2 separate regions of the Columba livia genome follow, and region 2 is linked to region 1. A link is a contact called in public Hi-C data. All regions are on one chromosome and are shown on one strand. Each heading gives the region's core, a stretch centred on a gene start, on an enhancer-like site or on the middle of the called end of the contact. The rest is flanking DNA. Distances are from core to core; before and after follow the strand shown. Region 1 holds the start of CLASP2 (cytoplasmic linker associated protein 2). Region 2 holds the start of UBP1 (upstream binding protein 1).

Region 1 (4,262 bases), core at 1,221-3,720:
TTCTCATTTTCTTTTGCCTTTTCCTTTTTTCCTTCCTTCCTTTTCCCTTTCCCTTTTTATTTCCTTTCCCCTTTTTCTTTTAATTTCCTTTCCCCTCCCTTTTTCCTTTCCTTTATTATTTCCTTTCCCCTTTCCTCTTTTTTGTTTTCATTTTTTTCATTTCCTTTCCTTTTCCTTTCCTCTTTCCTTCCCCTTTCATTTTCTTTTTAATTTCCTTTCCCATTCCTTTTTCCTTGCCTCTTCCCTTTCCATTCATGTGAAAACCACCACCACACCTTCAGAGGCCTGAGACCCCACATGGACACACTGTGAGGACAAAGGGGTAGGAAGGAGCAAAACAGGCCTTTCTAACATCAGGGGGATTTAGACCAGTTTAAACAGACCCCCAAAGCAACACCTCAAGTCACAGACCCTGCACTAAAGGGTCTGTTTTAAATTAAGTCAGCGCACATGTGGCTGAGTCCTGCTGCAGTTTGCACACCCGTACCCCGCTGGCTCCCCGGGGGTGTCTCCGCTTCAACCCAGGGCAGCGGGCAGGGCCGAACAGGCTGCAGGGCACCACTGGACAAAGCCGGGACACAGCACCTCCATTTCCCCGTGTGCACTTGCCGCAGCGGGGCTCTCTGCCGGTGTTTCCCGTCCGCAGAGCTCCGCTTTCCGCACCGTTCCTTCCCGTGCAACTCCCTCCTCTCTGCCCCGCGCCGCGGTGAGCAAAGCCGGCACCAGCCACCCCACGGCACCCGGCTGCCCATGCCCTGCGTGGGGCAGGAGGGCAGAGCACGGCGGGGCGCGGGAGCCGACCCGGGGTACCCCCCCAGAAGCGGCCTCTTCACCCACCGCCTAACGCCCCGGGCCGGGCTGGAGCACAGGGGAGACCCCCGCTTTGCAAAGGGGAACCTCACAGAATGTTGGGGATTGGAAGGGACCTCGAAAGATCATCCAGTCCAATCGCCCTGCCAGAGCAGGAACACCCAGATGAGGTTACACAGGAAGGTGTCCAGGCGGGTTTTGAATGTCTCCGGAGAAGGAGACTCCACAACCTCCCTGGGCAGCCTGTTCCAGTGCTCTGTCACCCTCACTGAGAAGTTTCTTCTCAAAATTAAGTAGAACCTCTTGTGTTCCAGTTTGAACCCATCACCCCTTGTCCTGCCATTGGTTGTCACCAAGAAGAGCCTGGCTCCATCCTCGTGACACTCACCCTTTATATATTTATAAACATTAATAATGTCACCCTTCAGTCTCCTCTTCTCCAAGCTAAAGAGACCCAGCTCCCTCAGCCTTTCCTCGTAAGGGAGATGTTTCACTCCCATAACCATCTTTGTTGCCCTGCGCTGGACTCTCTCCAGCAGTTCCCTGTAGCACCGCAGCCTCCTCGTAGCACCGCGGGGAGCCCGCGCTCCCGTGCTTCCGCGAGCGAGCCGGGAGGGGCAGGGCACCCCTGCACCCTTCGCACCGCTTCCCCTATTCCTCAACGCTTCCTCCTCCTCCTCCTCGCCCGCCGCCGCCTGCCCCGGCGCGCCGGCTGCCACAGGCCGCGCACGCCCTTCCCGTCCGCGGGCAGCGGTGCCGCCGCCAGCGGGCCACGCGGGGCGCATGCGCCTCCCGCCACCGGCGGGGCCCAGCGGCGTGCCCACGGGGGCGCGCGCCGCTCGCCCTTCCTCCCGCCGCAGCGCGGGGCGGGCCGCGCGCAGAGGCGAGAGGCCGGGGGAAGCGGGAAGGCGCGGCGGGGGGCGGGGCCTCCGGGCGCCACGCCCAGTCTAGCTGGCGCTGGCGGGGCGGCCCGCGGACGCAACTTCCACGGGACGGAGGCGGCGTCGCAGCCGGGCGGAGGAGGGCGCGGCGAAGCGTGACCGGCTCCGTGGGGGCTCGTCCGACCTGGTCCGCGGCGGGGCCGACGGGGGAAGGGGAGCTAGAGACGGAGCGGCGCTGAGACCCGCCGAGGCGAAGTTTGGAAGCTGCCCCGTGGGCGAACGGGAGGGGTCGGAGGCCGCGGCGTCGGAAGCATGAGAGGTCCGTCTCGGCCTCAGCGCTGCTGTGTCCGTGGGAGGACCGGCCAGTGCCCGCGGCGGTGAGAGGCGGCCCGGGGATCGCTTCTCGGTGCCTGCGGGCGGGAGGAGAGAGAGCCAGAGGCGGTTGCAGCTCCCGCGGGGACCCCCACAGCTGCCCGCCCTCCGCCGAGGTGCCTGCGAGCCTCCTCCGCCCCGCAGGACGAGCTTCAGCGCCTGTTCTCGCTCTTAATTTCCCGTCCCCCGGCGGTGGGAGAGGAGGGGCAGTGGCGAGGAGCCCTCCTGGGATCCCCCGCCGACGACGCGAAGGCGCCTGGAAAACCCCGAGCCCGAGGAGGCGGCTCCCGCCGACCCCTCCACCCTCCGGGCAGCCGCACAGCCTTGCGTGCGCCCCAGTCTTCCTGTCCGACTCCGGGCTTCACCTTGCGGGCAGGCTCGGGGAGGAGGCCGGAGGAAGCCGCCCGTGCCCCTGGCGGCGGGTGCGCGCATGGAGGCGCCGAGCGCGGAGCCGGGGCGGAGAGGGCGAGGAGAGGCTCCATGAGCGCCGCGGCCCTGCCGGGGATCGCCGCCTCGCCGGGCGTTTCCCTCCTGCCGCCGCCCGCCCTGCCCTGCCCGCGTTTCCGACCCTGAAGCCGCTTGGTTCTTCGTCGCCCTGAAAAAAAAACCCAAACTTTTGCGCAGTGGCCGAAGATGGAGGCTGCCGGGATGGATTATTTCTGCGAGCAGGTACAGCAGAAGGACGTGGGCCGCAGGATGCAGGTCGGCCAGGAGCTGCTGGAGTACCTGGGCGACCCGGCGAGGTCCTCCGATCTGGAGCAGGACCAGCAGCGCCTTGACAAAGTGATCGACGAATTGACAGGATGGGTCAACTCTAGTAATTTTAAGGTGAGGAGGCTGGTCGGCGGGGCTTGGTACGGGAAGACCATGATTCATCATGATAGGGAGGTCCAGACGTCCAGATTACTCTTTAATCAGATACGGGCAGAAATAAAACTACATCTATACCAGTTTTTATCCCTCCCCCACAAAGGGGAATTCAGAAATTTTGGGAGGCGTTCATTAACATTTTTTTGTTTCGATTTCTCTGTCCTAAAAGAAGCAGTAATGTTTGGGGTGTTTTCTGTTTTGGTGGGGTTTTTGGTTTGTTGTTGATATTTTTATTATTTTTTTAAATCGCTGGTTAAAATGTTGGGTTTTTTTTTTGCAGATTTTTTTTTTTTTTGCAGTTATGTTTCTTATTCTGAGACAAGATAGGTAGTGATTTTTTTTCCCTTTTTTTTTTTTCGCTACCACTCCCATTCCATCGTCTCTACACTTGGGTGTAACGTTTCCTGGGATTGCCATTATTTTCTGTAGGCCGTAAAGAGTGCTGTTTGCCCGCGTTTGTGTTGCGCGGTGTGCTTTTTATACGATTTAATGAACTGTTTGCTTCCTGGTATCCCTGTTGTGAGTTTAAAGTTGTTCATATCGTCTTTAGGTGACTTTCTTGTACGTGGGAAGTTATATAGTATCTTTACAGCAGCCCAATGATGACTCACGTTTTGGTTGGTTTGGTTGTGTGGGGGTTTTTTTTGCTGCGTTTTTAGGCTGAGCTACGAGAAAACTGATCACTCCGGCGCACGCCTGTTGTAGGATTTGTAATTTTTTCTGGCGGTGCTCAGCCGGTAACGCGGTTGGCAGCGCAATTTTACTACCGAGGGCAATAACCGTGTTCGCATTGGCGATTTCCCCCCGCCCCGTTCGGTGTGTGCGGGCGGGCGCTGCCGTCGCCGGGTGGCGATGTCGCTCCGCGGGTCCCTCTGCTCTGGTCCCTTCACCTCCCTCTCCTGCCCTGCGAGATGATTGACTTGCCCTTTGGGCCTTTGGACGTAGCGTTGTGAGGTTATTGTAATTTTTTCCTATTTGCTTAGGCTCAGGACGCAGGCCTGGGAGTAACTTGTAAGTGCCGTGTCTGTTCATGAATACTTATTTTTTTATTTTCTCCTCTGTTGACTTTACAGTGCTGCGTACTTGCCAGTGTTTGCATACCGCACTTCTCTGAGTTTGAGGTCTGAAACTAATAGGGCTTAAATCTATTTGCACGTATGATTTAATTTTTTTGGCAGTGTATTTGGCGTTAAAGGTCAGGTTAACTTGAGGAAATGATGTTGTGCTGGACAAGTATGATTTATTTGCTTTTTAATTTCTCACCTGAGAGCAGTTGTTGGGGGTAATTGATTACTGTGAAACCTAGACAGGTGTTTAAAAATACCGTTT
Region 2 (4,262 bases), core at 1,132-3,631, 160 kb after region 1:
TCCTGGACTTCACCAAAAAAAAAGACTGATCAAAAGTTAAATGTTCCCACCTGCATTTTGACAAACCAGCATCTGTCAGAAGTAACAGGCTACTTTGGGAGAGGAAAAAGTGCCTGATAATTTAAAGCCACATGAGCTCTGTGGGAAGCTGTTCTATGCTAGCGACTGAAAGCTCTTCAAGTCAAAGGGAATCCGTCATTCTACTCTTTCCGTTTAGTAGAAATACAAGTTACAGAACAAAACAAATGCCTGCTGTCTATGTGGGGAGCTCATGTCAGCCCCAAGGGAAGATTGTGAAAGTGGTTTGAGGGATGTGTAGTCCTTTTCTTGAGAACAAGCGGTGTGAAGGGAAATTGGGCTTCCAAAAACAACATGCTGTACGCATTTGAAACCTTTGCTTAAATCTTGGGCTGGAGACAGAGGGATTTCATTCTATAGCTTGACAGTCAATGGAGCAAATGGGATAGAAGGATACACATTCTTTTTCTACAGTAACTGAAATCAAATTAATTTAACTATTAATAAAAATGCAGCAGTGATCACCAGGAATCACACAGAATCGACTGGGTTGGAAAAGACCTCAGAGATCATCGAGTCCAACCCTTGGTCCAACTCTAGTTGGTTTACTAGATCATGGCACTAAGTGCCATGTCCAATCTCAGTCTAAAAACCTCCAGGGACGGCGAGTCCACCACCTCCCTGGGCAGGCCATTCCAATGCCTGACCACTCTCTCTGTAAAGAATTTCTTTCTAATATCCAGCCTAAATTTCCCCTGGCAGAGTTTAAGCCCATGCCCCCTTGTCCTATTGCTAACTGCCTGGGAGAAGAGACCAATCCCCACCTGGCTATAACTTCCACTCAGGTAGTCCCTTCAGGACTCATGCAGTCATTTACATCTGCTAGGGGAGGGCTTATTAAAAGCATGCAGTTACATATAGATATTTAAGTGGAAAAACTAACCTTGAAAAGACTCCTCCAGCTCTCATCCTTGCTGGAACTAAAATCAATTTATGTACAGAAACAGGTCTGTGTTATGACAGCCATCCTGGAGGTACCTCAGTGCCTCTGGGAAGAGAATAATCTCTTAGAATCACTAAGTCAGCAGTCCCAATTTTTGGCTGCTTTTCTGGACAGTGCCACATAGGAGTTTTTCTTTCTCTTCCCACATTTACAGTTGCTCTTCTATTGTTGTTCTGGCCTTTGCTTTTTGTTTGTGTCATTTGATGTTGAATAAGAACGGTAAGTTAAAGGAGAACTGCCTCATGCTATGAAAAAAAAACAACGTTGTTCATTTTTACTGTTACCTATTACTATAATTCTGATGACAAATAATCCCTTTCTGTTTTCCAGAACCCTTCTCTTCAACATTCTGATTTTCATGGCCCTGAGTGTGGTCACACTATCACAATACCTTTTAAAAGTATATTGTTATAGAATGCACTGCAAGGAACAGGCAACGTGTGCTTGTGGGTGGTATTAAAAACAAAACAAGCAATAACAACACACACAAAAACCCCACCACCACCACCACCACCACCAAAAAGAACTGCTACTATTTGTCAGCAGTCCTTTCTTTTTCAAGCAGAATGGGTGCCCTCTGCAGGTAACTCTTTTCAGATGAAGTTTTTGGCTCTGTGCCCCCTTTTCTTTGAGTGTCAAGGCCTCAGCAGGATCAACCAGTACTATTTTGTGTGCTTTTAAGCAGATATTGCAATCCTGGCTTCAAACCCAGGCAAGCAAATGGCACTGAGACATGAGTGCACCAAGCAGCTGGTTTGCATCTGATTTGTCCCTAAAGTGTGTGTGTGAGGGGTGGTGTGAGTGGGTTTTGGAGTAAATATTTACCCTGCAGTTTGACAGCGTTTTCATTTTTTAACACTTTTTTTAATGGCAATAAGGTAACTATAAAGTTGCACTCTGCAGTAGCCTGTCACTTGAATTTGCATAGAATGAACAGCCGAAAGTAATGCAGTCTAAATGCTACTGAGAGGGCACCTTGCTTGCTTTAAATAAATCATTGTATATTACACCTTTATTCTTTTTCAGTCAGGCGTGCCTCTGCAGGTTATAGTGTTCAAGTACTCTGAGTGGAGTGTGTAAAGAGGGGGCTGTATGCCTCTCTGAGGCAGAGGTGCTAGGAAATGTCTCCTTCTCCTGGCCCTGTAACAAGCAGTTCTGCTCCATGATGCTCTGACAGTATGTAGGGAGGGGTGGAGATCAAGGGGGATGCTGGTGAGGTCTGAGCTGCACTTGATGCCACATCAGCTTGTAATAAAGCCTTGCAGCTGGGCAGTAACTAAACACAGAGGTGTATAAAGCCAATCACAACCTTAATCTGAACGTGTGTATTTGTTTTCTCTTTCCCATCACTGCAGTGACCATCTCTTAGCTGAGCACAACGCTTCATCTCATGCCAAAATGCTTTTCTGGCACAGCCAGCCTGAACATTATCACCATCACCAGTATCCCAGCACTAACAGCAGCTACCTGCGGTAAGAGAAGAACAGGGCGGGGGTGGGGGGGACGTTTCTAAATAATTATTATAATGCTAGAGCACACAAAAATACAGACTGCGGAGACTTTGCTAATCCATAAGTTCAAGCCTTCAAACAGATCTGGTGGTGACCACAGACCCTTTGAGAATTCTTTGCACCGTACAGTCACCATACTGGAGATTTACTTTACTATAGCTCCACAATTTTCACAAACCATGCCACCACACATCTGTGCTCTTAACAGCAATAGGAACATTTTACTGCTTAATATGTAATTCATAGGTGTCTTAAGTTTTTGTTTCTTTTTCAAATTACATTCACAGTCTGTTGATAAGACTCTGTTTATACAAAGTAATACAGACTTACAAATACCTTAATTTTTCACATCTACTTTGATTATCTGCTAGAGCTCAGCTGACCTGCAGGATCAGTACATGGGGCTGCTTGTCTTATCAGTCCAGGCATGCCGGCTAAATGCTTTGCATTGAAATTCTGATGCAATATATAGCTTATTGCATCAGTACATTCCTATAAGCTATGAACCTGCTTTACCTCTTCATGACTAAAATATTATTTGTGTACAGTATTCAAATTTTTCTTATAATTAAAAATGATTATGCTTTGGCAAGAGCTAAGCTCACAAATTCCAGATAATTTTGAGGTCAACTGAGTTTCAATTTATAATGTGGTTCACCCTCTGTATTAAACTTCAGCTTATTACTTTTTTGGCCAAATACAATGTATGTAAGCATAATAGTGTTCAATCATATACCTTGATATGGCTTTTCATATGTTCATAGTCTCCCATCTATTACTGTATCACATTACTTCTGCTCTTGTAGAATTTTTGAGTGGCATGTTTTTATTAGAAATGTGTAACGTTTAAGGTTTAAGAAAATAAAAGGAATTTGGGCTATATTTGGGTTCTGAAGTGTGAAATGAAGGAAACTGCAGAGAAATTTTATAAAATTGATCCATTTCAGTACAAAGGTTTGGGGTGATTTGAAATTTAGATTGGCTAACCCAAGTGTGTAGCAAACACAGCACCGTTTCTATTGACTCAAGCGGTCAACCTGAAATGAAGAACGGGCGCTGGAATTCCCTGATGCAATCCCATTCACAAGTGATGTGTACAGTTCCCAGTGCAAAACGAACAGAACAGCATGAGAAAGCAAGGACGGCAACTCACACCTCAGGTCCCCTCTTCTTCAGCCTCCATTCAGCCTAGAGGGGCTGTGTCCCCTCCGAGCTTTTCTCAGGCCCGTGCTCTCTCAGGTTCTTGTCTTTCTTCATTGCTTCCCAGTATTTGTTTCTGCTTTCCTGCCCTTATCTAAAAATCTGCCATTCGAGTCCCTCTGAAGTTACTCTTCCCACATAGTTTTGAACATCTGTCTTCAGGTATGGCCAGCAGCATGCATCTATCTGCGTTTTGGTGTTGAAATACAATGTAGCTGGGAAACTTCCATAAATTAAGGGATGTGTTTGGGAGCTAACAAGATTGGCCCTTGAGGCCCATTACCGTAAGCAAAAAGAATACAAACCAGTTCAGGCTCTAGGCTTTGGTCTGGTCATAATCATCAAGTTCCTTGGCTCTGTCTTCAGTGCTTCACCCTTAGTGAAACACCAGACTTCAGTCCCACGTCTGGACATGAGTAAGACTCAGAGAAACAGCCATCGACTTCAGGGGAGGACGCCTGCCAGCATTAGTGAACAGCAGATGGAAAAAGAAGTGTCCCAGGATCCCCTGTCCCACATCCCTGTAGAAC

What was found. A called contact is a pair of places that touch in the nucleus more often than the background predicts.
Region 2: a Hi-C map of crop shows a contact between it and region 1, with 1.9 times the contacts expected there. The contact joins the promoter of UBP1 here to the promoter of CLASP2 in region 1. A contact is called at or near these places in 2 of 2 Hi-C or Micro-C datasets (crop and liver).

What each region holds. Positions count from the first base shown.
Region 1 is chr2:52,704,503-52,708,764 of bColLiv1.pat.W.v2, forward strand. CLASP2 (cytoplasmic linker associated protein 2) reads left to right here and starts at 2,471. Exons shown (of 40, transcript XM_065051946.1): 1 at 2,471-2,891. The coding sequence starts at 2,697.
Region 2 is chr2:52,867,042-52,871,303 of bColLiv1.pat.W.v2, forward strand. UBP1 (upstream binding protein 1) reads left to right here and starts at 2,382. Exons shown (of 15, transcript XM_065051976.1): 1 at 2,382-2,493. The coding sequence starts at 2,420.